Linked DNA regions of Oryctolagus cuniculus: region 1 is linked to region 2. The links are chromatin contacts, called in public Micro-C maps. All regions are on one chromosome and are shown on one strand. The core of a region is the stretch at or near the end of the contact, and the rest is flanking DNA. Distances in the headings are between cores, read along the strand shown.

The links. A called contact is a pair of places that touch in the nucleus more often than the background predicts.
Region 1: a Micro-C map of ear pinna shows a contact between it and region 2, with 9 times the contacts expected there. The contact joins the enhancer-like site here to the promoter of LOC100351745 in region 2. A contact is called at or near these places in 2 of 6 Hi-C or Micro-C datasets (ear pinna and an unstated tissue).

Annotation. Positions count from the first base shown.
Region 1 is chr3:32,876,394-32,883,220 of mOryCun1.1, forward strand. No RefSeq gene overlaps it. Among named protein-coding and RNA genes, the nearest start is that of MIR2355, 110 kb to the left of the region's middle. Within about 2 kb of position 1,543, at least 2 of the 8 cell types and tissues checked have an H3K27ac peak or open chromatin away from gene starts, as enhancers often do.
Region 2 is chr3:32,520,671-32,527,611 of mOryCun1.1, forward strand. LOC100351745 (small ribosomal subunit protein uS17m) reads left to right here and starts at 1,279. Exons shown (of 1, transcript XM_002712601.5): 1 at 1,279-1,917. The coding sequence starts at 1,316. The coding sequence ends at 1,708. LOC103348862 (a long non-coding RNA gene) reads right to left here. Exons shown (of 5, transcript XR_011387574.1): 2 at 2,875-3,219; 3 at 1-24.

The DNA of each region.
Region 1 (6,827 bases), core at 293-2,792, 360 kb after region 2:
TTCCCTGGTTGTTTTTGTTGCTTCCACAGTCTCCATCAGATTCTTGGTGCACATTCTTTTGCAGAAGCCTGAATGTTCTGTGTCCTGCTCTGCCCAGCGGCAGTCTTTCTTTTTACTCTGGCTTTTTGTTGAGTCTCAACCTGGAATGTCAAACTGTTTTGGTGATTCTCCCAGTCTGCTTCTCCCTGTCTGCTTCACTGGGTTATTGATGTGCTCCCTTGAAGTGCCACCACCTCCGTACCCGCAACCCCAGTTCTGCACTTGGTGAATTGTTTTTTACTCTGTAAAATGGGCACTTCTCTCCACTCAGCCAGAAAGCAGCCTGGTTTCTGCCAGGAAGCACTGGTCCCTTGGCAGAGGGCAGTCAGAAAACATCACTCCAGCACTCAACGGTCATTTTTTCCCTGAATTCTTTGCTTATTTGCTTTGTTTCTAGCTTAAGAACCATTCCTTGGCTGTTGCAAAAGCTGGCCTATTTTGAGTGCTATCAGCCAAGCATAGATCACTACTTCTGTGTACTTTATGTGTGGATTACTCCAAGAATTAGGAAAGAGAGTGGAATAAAGAATTTCATAGGAGGAAGGATTGGCAGACTGTAGAACCAAGTTTAAAAGGAAAAGGATTAGGGAAGACAGAAAGCAACCAGTTTTCTAAATTCAAGGGAAACTACATACAGTTGCTAGAGGAATTCAAGGACATTTAAAGGCTGGGCTGTTTTTCTTTAAATATAATTATCCTTTGCATGGATTTCTCAAGCAACCTACCTGCCTGGCTCACCTCACTGTCCTGTTGTCCATGTGGAGGTCTCTGGCAAGGTCCAAGGAGCTTTGTACAAGCAAAGAAACAAACAAACAAACAAACAAACAAATACAGCTAATACAGTTAAGAACCCTGGAAATAGAAAGTCAGGCTCCTAGGCTATGAATGTATCCGGTGAACTATGTGACAACACTGAGGTGTCACTGCAGTGCCCCTTTTTTTGATCTCATTGGATTCAGGCATCCCCACAGATGTGTCTTGTAAACCAGCCTCTTTCAGGGGAAAGGAATCTCTGTGTAGCACCTCTTGTTCCTCTGTCCCTCGGTCTGCTCTGAGACGTCATTGTCAGGTCATGGGAATCACATCCCCCACCCCGTCATGCTGTTGGTGTGTCAGCTCCTTAGGCATGTCTCACACACGCAATTCCGGCCTGGCCAGTGTCTGCCTTTTTCCTTCCCCAGCTCATCATGCCCACATCACCAGCCCCTCACTGCCAGCAAGCAGAGGCCAGCCCTGCCTCTCAGGGCAGAGACGATTTGCTGTGCTCTTCACCCTGAGCAAGGAGACCCTTCATTTAAAAAGGAAAGATGCTTTATTTCTCCCTGAATTAGAATAATGAAATCTGCCTTGTAAACACAGAAATTAAAATGCAGACAATACAAGTCCTTCAATTTCCTTTTATTGGTCCTCAGAGGTGAACCCAGGAATGGTTGTAAATATGTATCAAGGTAGCTCCTGGCCTTGCTGTAAGGAAACTCCACTCCCAGCAACGCCAAGTGTCGCCGTCTCATTTGTCTCCAAGAGTCCCTCCCCCGACTCATCTCCCCACGCTGCACCTGCTTCTGTCTCCCTACCCTGGCTACAGTGACTTTGAAACTGGTAAGAAATATTTTGAGGTGACACCGGAGTGGCTGTGTGGTCTGGAATGCATTATCGTGCCATGTCTCAATTACAATGCTCTCCGGATGGTAGGGGAATCAGCACAGGCTTGGAGCGCACTGCCACCTCCTGGAAAACCAGCCACACAGGGTGCCTGCTGTCATCCCTCCAACGCCACCAAAGGGAAACCAGGGACTTGGTCGTGGCCTTCTATCTTTAGAACCCAAGATCTAAAGTGCACAGAGCAGTATGCTCCTGCTCCTCCAAACTGGAACACACCAATTCCTGAAGGGGAAGAAAGATGTTGCACTCTCCTCTTAATTAAAAGCAAATAACCAGGTCGGGGAGGACCTGGTGCCCAGAGATGCGATCCTTATTCCTGCCTTCCGCTCCGAGGCTGGCAGCAGGCGCCGCTTACCGTAAATGAGTGCCTGGCACCAGTCGGATCATGCCCTTGGGATCTCTGGCAGAAGTGATAGCCTTATTTACACCGTTAAGGGACTGGCCGCAGTACTCCGAGGAGTCACGTGCACCGCGGAGGTAGGGGTGGAGACAGCCCAGGCTCTTCCTGTTATTCCCCTGTGATTGTTTACTGAGATTCGGCCTTGCCAGTGTGTCCGGATAACTACTGAGATTCTTTCAGGGAACACCAAGAACACAGAAAAGCCCCTATGAGTTTAAATTTAAAATCACAGCACATGCAACTGTGTCTTGAAGGCGCAGCTTTGCTAACGAGCAGGTTAGTTGTCAGGTTTTGGCTAGAAGAATAAAATATGCTTGGGAAGAGAGCGGGCCCATCGTCAGGAAAAAGAACAGGATAACAGATTTCTCTATCAAGAGCTTTCCTTTGAAATGACAAAAAAATGATTATCTCTGGAAAAAGGCAAATGAGGAAGTATTCTTATTAACTGAATTGATTTCTACAAAATAGCTGGATTTTTTAATTCAATGGTGTTCCCTATAAATAAGCATTTCTTATCTTTGGAAGAATTATAAACCCTTTGAAAAATATTTTAATATCTGAAAATTTATGTATCTTTTTTCCAAGAAAAATACATACATTTAATAAAGTCTGTGGAACCCCATCACCAATTTGCCAAGGCTGAAGTCATCTTCTTTTATTTATTTATTTTTTTCTGACAGGCAGAGTTACACAGTGAGAGAGAGACAGAAAGAAAGGTCTTCCTTCCATTGGTTCACGCCCCAAATGGCTGCTATGGCCAGCGTGCTGCGCCGATCCAGGTGCTTCCTCCTGGTCTCCCATGCAGGCACAGGGCCCAAGGACTTGGGCCATCCTCCACTGCACTCCCAGGCCACAGCAGAGAGCTGGACTGGAAGAGGAGCAACCGGGACAGAACTGGCGCCCCAACCAGGACTAGAACCCAGGGTGCTGGCGCCGCAGATGGAGGATCAGCCTAGTGAGCCGCGGCGCCGGCTAAAGTCATCTTCTTTTAAAACATTTACTTATTTATTTGAAAGGCAGAGGGCCAGCGAGAAGGGGGTAGGATATCTTCCATAGGCTGGTTTACTCCCCAGGTTGCTTTAATAGCTGGAGCTGGTCCAGGATAAAGCTGGGAGCCCAGAACTCCAACCAGGTCTCTCACATTGGTGGTAGGAACACAAGTACTTGGGCCATTGTCCACTGCTTTCTCAGGTGCATTAGCAAGCAGCTGGATTGGAAATGGAACAGCCAGGACTTGAACTGGCACTCTGATATGGGATACCAGTATTGCTAGTGGTGGCTTAACCCACGTGCCACACACTGCCCTTCTCCCCCCTAAAGTGACCTTAACATCATTTAATTAAAAATACCTGCTGTTGCTAGACTGGGTTTGAGCATCCTGGTTGTTTCAGGGAGAAAGAGAGGCCATAGGAATATCTTCAAATGAGCAGAACCTTGAGCTTGGCACCTGTAAGGAACGACCAGGAAGTATTTTCCCTCTGTTCCATTTCCTAGCCTCAGATTAAAAATAGGTTTCAACATGCATCCTTTGAAAATCCTGTACTTTCAGTCACACATTTGCAAAGCTCTGATAACATCTGGCCTCAGTATGGCTCCAGGGAAACAAAGTTGAAGCTGGGTCCGCTGTGGCACCTGTTGGGACCTGTCCGTTGTCTTCTCCCTTGGAGGAAAAGCCTAACAAAAACAATTTGGGGAAACAGCCTTCTCATGGGGGGAGGAGATCCCACCTTTGCTGACAATGTCATGGTGGCAGCCCCACAGCCCTCACAGGGGATTCCAGATATGGAAAAATTGTACGATCAGATCCAGGGCGAGATGATTTGCAAGAACTACATTAAAATAGTAGTGGAGTTGGAAGCATACCAGGGGATTCCAATTCAATCCCATCGAGGTGGCATGTACCAATGCCATCTCACTGTTCCAGGTGATCAGTTTCAGTTCACAGTTGGTCATGGTGAAGGGACTGGGAGTCAAAGGGAGCACATAGACAAGTCTAGTACCTGCTAACGCTAACCGATAGAATAAATAAAGGGGAGAGTGATCCAACATGGGAAGTGAGATACTCAGCAGACTCATAGAATGGCAGATGTCCTAAATAGCACTCTGGCCTCAGAATCAGCCCTAAAGGCATTCGGAGCTGGCTGAAAAGCTCATGAGAGTATTTCAGGCATGGAAAGCCAAGATACTCTGGCAAAAGATCTCTGCGAGTGAGATCCCAGTGGAAAGAACAGGTCATCAAAGAAGGAGGTACCTTTCTCTGAAGGGAGGAGAGAACCTCCACTTTGACTATGACCTTGTCTAAACAAGATAAGAGTCGGAGAACTCAGAGGGCTTCCATAGCCTTGGAAACTCATGACTGGAGCAGAGGGAGATTACTGATGCCATAGACAGGAGTGTCAATTGGTAAAGTCAACAACAGGAGTCACTGTGCACTTACTCCTCATGTAGGATCTCTGTCCTTAATGTGCTGTGCATTGAGATTTAATGCTATAACGAGTACTCAAACAATATATTTCACTTTGTGTTTCTATGGGGGTGCAAACTGTTGAAATCCTTACTTAATGCATACTAAACTGATCCTCTGTAAAAAAAAAAAAAAAAAAAAAAAAGAAAAGAAATTATCAATTCCCAACTTGACTCTCACTGGGATTAAACATGACAATAGGTCTGCTCTGATTTCATCATCATTTAAAAAAATCATCTATTATTTTTCACTTTATGTTTCTGTGTGGGAGCAAACTGTTGAAATCCATACTTAATGTATACTAAGCTGATCTTCTGTATATTAAGATAATCGAAAATGAATCTTGATGTGAATGGAAGGGGAGAGGGAGTGGGAAAGGGGAGGGTTGTGGGTGGGAGGGACGGTATGGGGGGGAAGCCATTGTAATCCATAAGTCGTACTTTGGAAATTTATATGCATTAAATAAAAGTTTAAAAAAAAATAGTAGTAAAATATAGTGCCACAGGGTCTCTTCCAGGGCTGGATCCCTTACCTCTGGATTATGGTTTTTCACCAGTGGCCCTTGTCTTTGGATCCCTGTTTTCATCTTGATCATCAGTTCCTGGAAGCTGCCTTTTGTCTTCCTTTCCTAATTGGTAGCAGAGGCTGTGTGTTCACATAAGTATTTTCGGACTTGAGCTTTCAAAGAAGTGGTCACCCTCCAGCTTCTCTCTAGCGTGGGCCAGTTCAGCATATCATTGGGAACTCATTTTTGTTTCTCTATCTAAAAGCGGTGGAATTGACAGTGTCATATTTATACAGTACCTTTCAATTTTTTTAATTTTCTCCCAGGTAAACCTCATCCTTCTCCTCTTAGCAGGTGGGAAAATTGAAGCACAGGTGGACTAAGGGGATGAGCATTAGTCCCCAGGACACAGGAGCAGTGATAACAGGTGAGTGCCGATCCCTTCTGGTGAACCCACCATTAGTCACTGTTTCACTTACTCTCCCCACAAACCTGTTTAAAAGGATAAAATAATGATCCCTTCTTTTCCAGCTAGGAAGCCAAAAAAAGTTCATTTCACTGTTATTTTAATGACAGATGATTCTTGGTGGCATACAAGAGTAAACTCTTATGTGGATCACACATCTGTGGGTTTATAAGAAGTGAACTACACTAAGCTGGACTCAAGCAGCCCCATTGCATGGCATCTTTCATCCTTCTTGGGCCAGTGGGCCAGCTGTGGCATGGTCTTTCCATGAAGATGATGGAAATGAGAGCAGAAAAGTGGAACCTATAAGGCTGCAGAAGGCTAAGGCTCAGAACTAGCACAGAGACACTGCTACCCCTACAAAATTAGTCAAAGCAAGTCACATGGGTGAGTCCAAAGTTAAGGAAGAGGGAAGTACACTCTGTTTAAGATGATGCTGTGGCCAAGGGAGGTAGAGATGAGAGAAGAGACATAACCCAAGCTAGCTAAGAGAAGGGCCTGGGATTTGAAAAATGCTGCCTGGCGGGGCCGGCACCGTGGCTCACTTGGTTAATCCTCCGCCTGAGGCACTGGCATCCCATATGGGTACCAGGTTCTAGTCCCAGTTGCTCCTCTTCCAGTCCAGCTATTTGCTGGGGCCTGGGAAGGCAGTGGAGGATGGCCCAAGTGCTTGGGCCCTGCACCCGCATGGGAGACCAGGAGGAAGCACCTGGCTCCTGGCTTTGGATCGGCATAGCTCTGGCCGTAGTGGCCATTTGGGGGTGAAACAACGGGAGGAAGACTTCTCTTTCTGTTTCTCTCACTGTCTAACTCTATCTGTCAAATAAATAATAATAAAAAAAGAAAAATGTTTCCTGGCTTCAAAATCCAAGTTGTTAACTGCTGTGTTACATTATGAGGCCTTAAAGGACCACAATAGTTACCTTTAAAAAAAACTCACCTAGATTAATATAGACAAATAAGAGTAGCAGAGGAAAGCTATTAATAAGGAAAAATAATAGAAGAGTAAGAAATGGGACATGGAAGAGAGGTTAAAACTGTAGCTTTAATTCATAATCATCCAGCATTCTCTGAATACTTAGTCATATTTTATAGCACCATTTCAGAGCAAGTGGATAAAATGTCCCATTTCACCTTATGAGAATCTTTATTGGCGTGTGTTAAAAGTTTTGAGACTCAGACTCACTTTTTTTTTGGACAGGTAGTTATAGACAGTGAGAGAGAGAGACAGAGAGAAAGGTTTTCCTTCCATTGATTTACTCCCCAAATGGCCGCTATGGTCAGTGCTGTG
Region 2 (6,941 bases), core at 29-2,528:
CCTGGTCTCTTTTCTCAGATCAACCTAGAAAGAATACATGTCTTCAGGGCTCAGACTTTCTTCAGTGATAAGCTTAAGAAAGTCCCAGAGGGGTCTGTCCAAATGCTGTATAATTAACAGGCACAGCAGATCTATGGTGTTGGAAGTCAGGACAGTAGCTTCCTCGAAGGAATGCATCCTGGGGCTCATGCGAGGGAGCTTCTGGGGTGCTGAGGGTGTGCTGCTTCTACTGAGGACTGTTGGTGAGAATTCATTATACTGTAGTACTTATCCTCCTTTTCTGTATGTGTTAGACTTCCATGATTTTTTTAAAAAGGAGGGTGAAATTATAATCCATATAGAAGTGCTAAAGTCAGTGCTTAGTCTTTTTCATGAATACAGTTGCTCTCATTGACAAATTCTTATCAGCACCAGCAAGTGCTACAGTACCCAAGAAATCTACTGCCCATCTTCTTGGATGTTTGCATTGTTTTATTAAGGAAATATATGTTGTCAATCACAAAATACAGTGCAGTCTTGTTCATTATGTGATTCTTTCAATGATTTGTGAATGAGACATTTTCTTACATTACAGATGAGAAACTGTCACCAAGATGTTGAAAAGCAGATTGAGTTTATATATGGGCTGAACTTACTGATAACAGGGAAATTGCCGTGGTTTTCAGCTGTCTTGATCACAGAATCAGATTAAATGTATGGCTGAGCATATAGGTCGGCAGATATCAACTATGAGAACTTAAAACCAAATAAAATTAAACTACAACTAGAAAAGATATATCAATTTATTTTGGCTTTTGTCCAGAATGTTAATATTTGAATTGAGATCAAGACCAATGGTTTCTGAAATCATTGTCAAGTTCCAGGCGACAAGACTCAGTTTCATATTGAGAGAATTCTCTGAGTGTTCAACATGAGCCCTATCTGTTTGAGTCCAGTTCTTCTGGTTGAGAAAGAGGTCCACCAGGTAGAGTTATCCCAGAGAATCCTTAACCACTGTCTCCACTTCCGTTCCATTCTATGCCACGTTACCCTCAACCCTGAGCAAGAGAGTAATGGCTCCCCTCTTTAGGCACAGCTAACATGGACAACTGAAGTGAATGAGTTGTCATTACTAAATATATAAATACAATACATAAATGTCATGGTGAAATAAACAATATGCCAAGTAATAGAGGACTGAAAAAACATCAGAGCACTTAAGAAGTTCATGGAGAAATAGAATTAAAAGATGATTTTATTTTGATGCAAAAGAAAATTTAAATCCATGCATTGGCGAGTTTACCCAGCAGGACTGAGAGGTGACCAAAGCCACATAATGTCAGTAACTCGTTCATCCGTCCATGCCAAATGGATTGTGGGGAAAGTGATTGGGACAGCAATGCAAAAAACTGCCAAAGTGAGGGTGACCAGGCTTGTTCTGGATCCCTACTTACTAAAGTACTTTAATAAGAGAAAAACCTACTTTGCTCACGATGCTCTTCAGCAGTGCACTGTTGGGGATATTGTGCTTCTCAAAGCTTTACCTGTCCCACGGACAAAGCACGTGAAGCATGAACTGGCTGAGATTGTTTTCAAAGTTGGAAGAGTGATAGATCCAGTGACAGGAAAACCCTGTGCAGGCACCACCTACCTGGAGAGTCCAGTCAGTGTGGAAACCACCCCCCTAACCAAAAATCTGGAAGAACTCAATATCTCCTCAACACAGTGAAGGAGGGTTGGAAGGAGGAGCCAAAGGGAAAGACTGACACATTTGCTTTGTGGAAAACGAAATTTGCCTACCGTTCATCACACACCGTCCAGCGTCTGCTGTAGTATTTATGAAATAGCTAAAAGTAAATGAGGTAAAGGGCTTGTTATACCTTTTCGTAAAAGCTCATGATCAAGTTTCAGATTTTAAGTAAAGATACTTTTATGTTATGCTAAAAAAAAAATCCATGCATTATGTTTTCATAGTACACATTTCCATGAATGTTTTGAAGACCCATTATATAAATGATTTCAAAAATTGTTACCCCAATAAATTATCTAATTACATTTTCCATGAACTTTGAAATACCCTCATAGAGGCCAAAAAATACCAAAGCTGTATAAAAAGAGAAACTATCAAAAGTAGATAAAGTCAGAGAGCTATCTATTCAAGTGAACAAATAAAAAAAGCAGCAAAATCCTGGCGGGGGGGTGGTGTCTCATGTCTTGGACTGAAGTGAGTTTGAACTACCCATGCTGTGTTAACTGTTGATGAAATGTCATTGAGCTTAAAATAAAATAAGTTTGTAGTCCTAGATAACACTCTCCACCAACATATAAAGAAATAACTCACAGCAATGTACCAATATGTCAAGATTTCTCACAGGAGGCAATATGAAAACTAGCTGGATGGTGTCAGGCTCATTTAAAAGCTCATTTGCTCCCCTTAGTCACTGTCCTTTCACCTTTACATGTCATATATCCTGGGCTCTTGTCTACGTGGCTGTCAAGGCACCAGCTTAATAGTGCCGGTCCGTCAACAGAGATGTGTTAAATGTAAAGATGGCAAAGATCCCTGCGGAAAGGGAAATGCAAAGAACCGGAGCCAGCTGAAGTCATGAGACACCAGGTGACAATAAGACTGTGTCATTTGATAATACATATCCCTGAGGTACCCAATGAACTTTACACAGACTTTTTTTCCTGTTATATCACTCTGACATCCTGAAAAAAAATTCATAACGAAAGACACTTCCATTCTACACAAAGAGATGATTTGTCTGAAAAAAGTTAAGAAGTGAATTGCTCTGGGTCACTTTATTTTCGGGGATTTCTGGTTTCTGTAAACAGCCACTAATCTGCCTACAGCATCCTCCGCCCCATCCCCATGGCCACTCCCACCCTTACCTGTCAACTCTCAGTTAGAAGGAGCAGATGAAAGGTCAGAGGGTGTGTGTGTATGAGGTACATGGGAAGGTATACAGCTCCTTGACTGGTTCAGGGCTACAGACACTTGCTTGGCTAGACTCAGCCAGTTCAGGGCGCTTCTCTTCTACCTCTTGAAATTCATATCTGCAACAATCCAGTTAACAGCCCTGAGTCAGAGGATGCCGCCCAGCAAGAAGACTGTACATGGGCAGGCTCGGTAGTCGCCGATCTGAGTTCTGAGTTTAATTCTGCTGCTTATTGAGGATACCACCTGTATCTGTCCTGATGTCACATGGTCAAATTGAGTAACTTCTGATTTCGTATCTAAAAGACATTTAAGAGAATTGAATGGGAAAATGAATTTAAATTGTCTAACATAGGCATCATCAAGGGACAGCCTGCCCGCTGCCTGTTTATGGAAATAAAGTTTTACTGAAACACAGCCATGCCCACTCAATTCAGACTATCCTTTCTCTTCACTGTCTACTGTTGCTTTTTTGGCTGTGCTGTTGGCCTGTGATATATATTGCTTCTCTGTTCCTTATGTTTGTTCTGGCTCCTCCTGATCATCCCATGCTTCCCCAGAAGTGGGTTGACTACATTTTCTTTTAGCAATTGTTCACTAGAGAGTTTCAATTTCACTTCAGAACTGCTACATCTTAACCAGAAAGGGAAACCGGCTGGTCTGGGAGGCTGCCAGCCAGAGGCGAGAACAGGAAGCATTGTAGCTCCCCACTCAGTGAGTGGGCTCATGAGGGACAGTCACAGGCACTGGTTCAGTTTCATGTTCCATGTATACATTTTGGCCAGAGTTTACATAATATGATTTTTTAAATAAAATATTTATTTATTTATTTGAAAGAGTCACACAGAGAGAGGGAGAGACAGAGAGAGAGAGAGGGAGGAAGGGAGGGAGAGGGAGGGAGAGGGGGAGGGGACGGGGGAGGGGGAGGGGGAGGGGGAGAGAATGTGCTTCCATCTGCTGGCTGCAATCACCAGGGCTAGGCCAGGTTGAAGCCAGGAGCTAGGAACTTCATCTGGGTCTTCCACATGAATGCAGGGGCCCAAGGACTTTGGCCATCTTATGCTTCCTTCCTGGGTACATTAAGAGGGAACTGGATTATAAATGAGGTGGCTGGGACTTGAACCAACACCCATGTGGGATGTTGGTATTGCAGTGACAGCTTAACTAGCTGTGCCACATGCTGACCCAAATATAATATGATTTTTAATATTGCAACAATTTGCTTGTTGTTAGTCAGAATATATAGTATAAAGGCAAGTCTAATTTTTTCTCTTAGATTTCAGGATTTTTTAAAAAAGATTTATTTATATATTTGAAAAGTAGAGTGGCAGAGAGAGAGAGAGAGAGAGAGAGATGGACAGAAAGAGATTTTCCATCTGTTGGTTCACTCTCCAAGTGGCAGCAACAAAGCCAGGAGCCTGGAGTTCCATCTTGGTCTCCCACGTGTGTGGTAGGGTCTCAAGCACTAGGGTCATCTTTAGCTGCTTTCCCAGGTGCATTAGCAGAAAGCTGGATTGGAAGAGGAACAGCTGGGACTGGAACTGGCACCCAGATATGGGATGCACTGGCCCCAGATTTTTTTTTAAATGTTGATTCTCCATTGCTTTTGGTGAATATATTGAAAGGAGGCCTGGTATGGGAAATAAAAAAAAATCTAGGTTTAAGTTTGAGTTTATCTTAATTTTATTATGTTGGACAAATCACTTATTTTCTCCTATCATTTATTCATGAAAAAGAATGAGGCTAATAATACTATTTGTTTTACTTCATGATGTAAGCATAAAAGTGCAAACAGAAAGCTTTGTAAACTTTAACATCATCAAGAAAATGTGATGTATATGAGGGGTCCTTCAGAAACTTCATGGAAAGCATATCATGAAGAAACCATGCATAGATTTCACAATATTTTGCACCAAAATAAATTCGTGTTTTAATTCCAATTTCCATAAACTTTTTGAAGTCCCTTTGTAGATATAATAGGAACTGTTACAGGGCATCTGGTTATTTTCCTTTCCTTTATATTTTTACATTCACATAAAACTCAGTTTCAATTTTCACAATGGGTTCTGATATCTGACAAGACTGATCCCTAGGAATATTTTTTGCTCATTATTCCTGTTTATAGTTTTGAGTCCTTATTATAAGATAAGCACCAACTTTGTAATTAGTGCTGATTCTAATGATTTCTGTGAAAAACCTTGTTGGACCTTTTGGATAGAATTATTTTATTAAGTTTGAGAAGCTTTGCCATCTTTAAGTTGAAATTTTTTCATCTAATAAAAATATAATTCCTCTTAATTATGAAAATTATGTGTCTCAATCAAGGCTTAAACTTTTCTCCTTGAGTTTGTAGGTGTTTTATAGTTGTTACTATTGAAAAGGTTTTCTTGGTTATTGCCAGTATAACAGGGTACTTTCTCGAGCACGTGGGAAAATGGAATGAAAAGATAGGTTTATTTTGGTACAAGCAGTTTTGAAATCCATGCCTAGTTTTTATGTAATGTGTATTTTAAAGACATTTATTTATTTATTTATTTCAGAGGTAGAAAGAGTGAGAGACAGGGGGAGCTCTAGACTACTACCTCATTCCCCAAATGCCAGTAACGGGTGGAGCTGGGCTAGGCTGAAATCAAGAGCCCAAAATTCAATCCAGGAATCCTATGGAGGTGGCAGGGACTCAATTACTTGAACCATCATTTGTTAACTCCCAGAGTACATGTTGGTAGGAAGTTCGTACCAAGAGTGGGGCCAGAACTCAAACCCAGGCACTGGGATCCCGGATGCCATTATCCTAAGTGGTGTCTTAACCACGAGACCAATTGCTCACCCCATAATATGCATTTTCCCTGAACATTTGCTAAGTGTCCTCTTAAAGAAATACTGTTGCTTTTCGGATGTTTACCTTATTCCAAGCCACTTGATGACTATTTATTAAGGAAGCCTGTTAGCTCATGCTTTTACCTTTTCCAGAAATATTCTTCTGTGATACTTTAGTATTTCAGTTCATAAAATGTTTACTTTTTGTTTTATGACCTTTTGCATTCAAATCTAAAGTAATGATATTAAAGGGCAGTCGTGTGTGTGTTTCTGATTTATGAATGTTTACCTATTATGTACAATCTTGATTTATGTTAGGCCAAAGAGCACCTTCTTTATCACATGGAAGGGACCCCTTTACATTCCTGTGGGAATTCTTGCTTTACAATTAGGAAGAGGTGTTGATTTTATCAGGCGTAGTATCTGCGAAGCTCTCATATGGGTTAACTAATTATTGTTGAATCAGTGGCAACTCAGTGGATTCGTTTCTCCTTGGAAGTCAAGCTCTGTATTTAGCTTGTTGCTGCTGCTGCTGCTAAGTGTGAACCCATGGTGTCTATGAGTTCCAACATCTCAGGGCCAAACTTGATGCACAGCGAAACAGGCCAGCACAGAGGCAAGAGTTGTTGAAGGAGGAATCCCCCGAGTTCTCTCCTTGGGCACATTTTCCAAAGTTGGTGGCTTTGAACAATCCTTCAAGGTAATGGCAGTTGACATCCCACTTGTTAACATTATAAAAAAAAGACATTAGAGGAGGCAGCTTGGAATATGGGAATCAAAATCAGTAGCCTGTTCATGAAATGTGAAGTGAGGAAGTTGTCAAAGGTGCATCTTTGTTTGTGTACCATCTCCCAGTCCCTCAGCCCCTCCACGCCCCAACCCCACTGGCTCCATCGAAGCCTGCTTATGTCTTTGGACTTAAGAGGGAGAGTGGTATTTCAATGTCTTGGGACTTGCATTTGAAATGCCAAGCCCCAAAATAGCCCCTAAAATGTAGACAAATGAACTGCTAACACCAGTGTCCATGCCGGGTTCTTGCCACTCTGGCTGCTCCTGTGACCTTTCAACGCAGTATTTTAAAAAATGAGCAGTGCTTCCCTCTTTCCCTGGCAGCTCGGAAGAGCTCTGCTTCCTTTCCTATAAACAAGTCATATCTCTGGGAATTTCTAAGGCTCAATACTGTCTGCTCAGAAGCCATGACTCA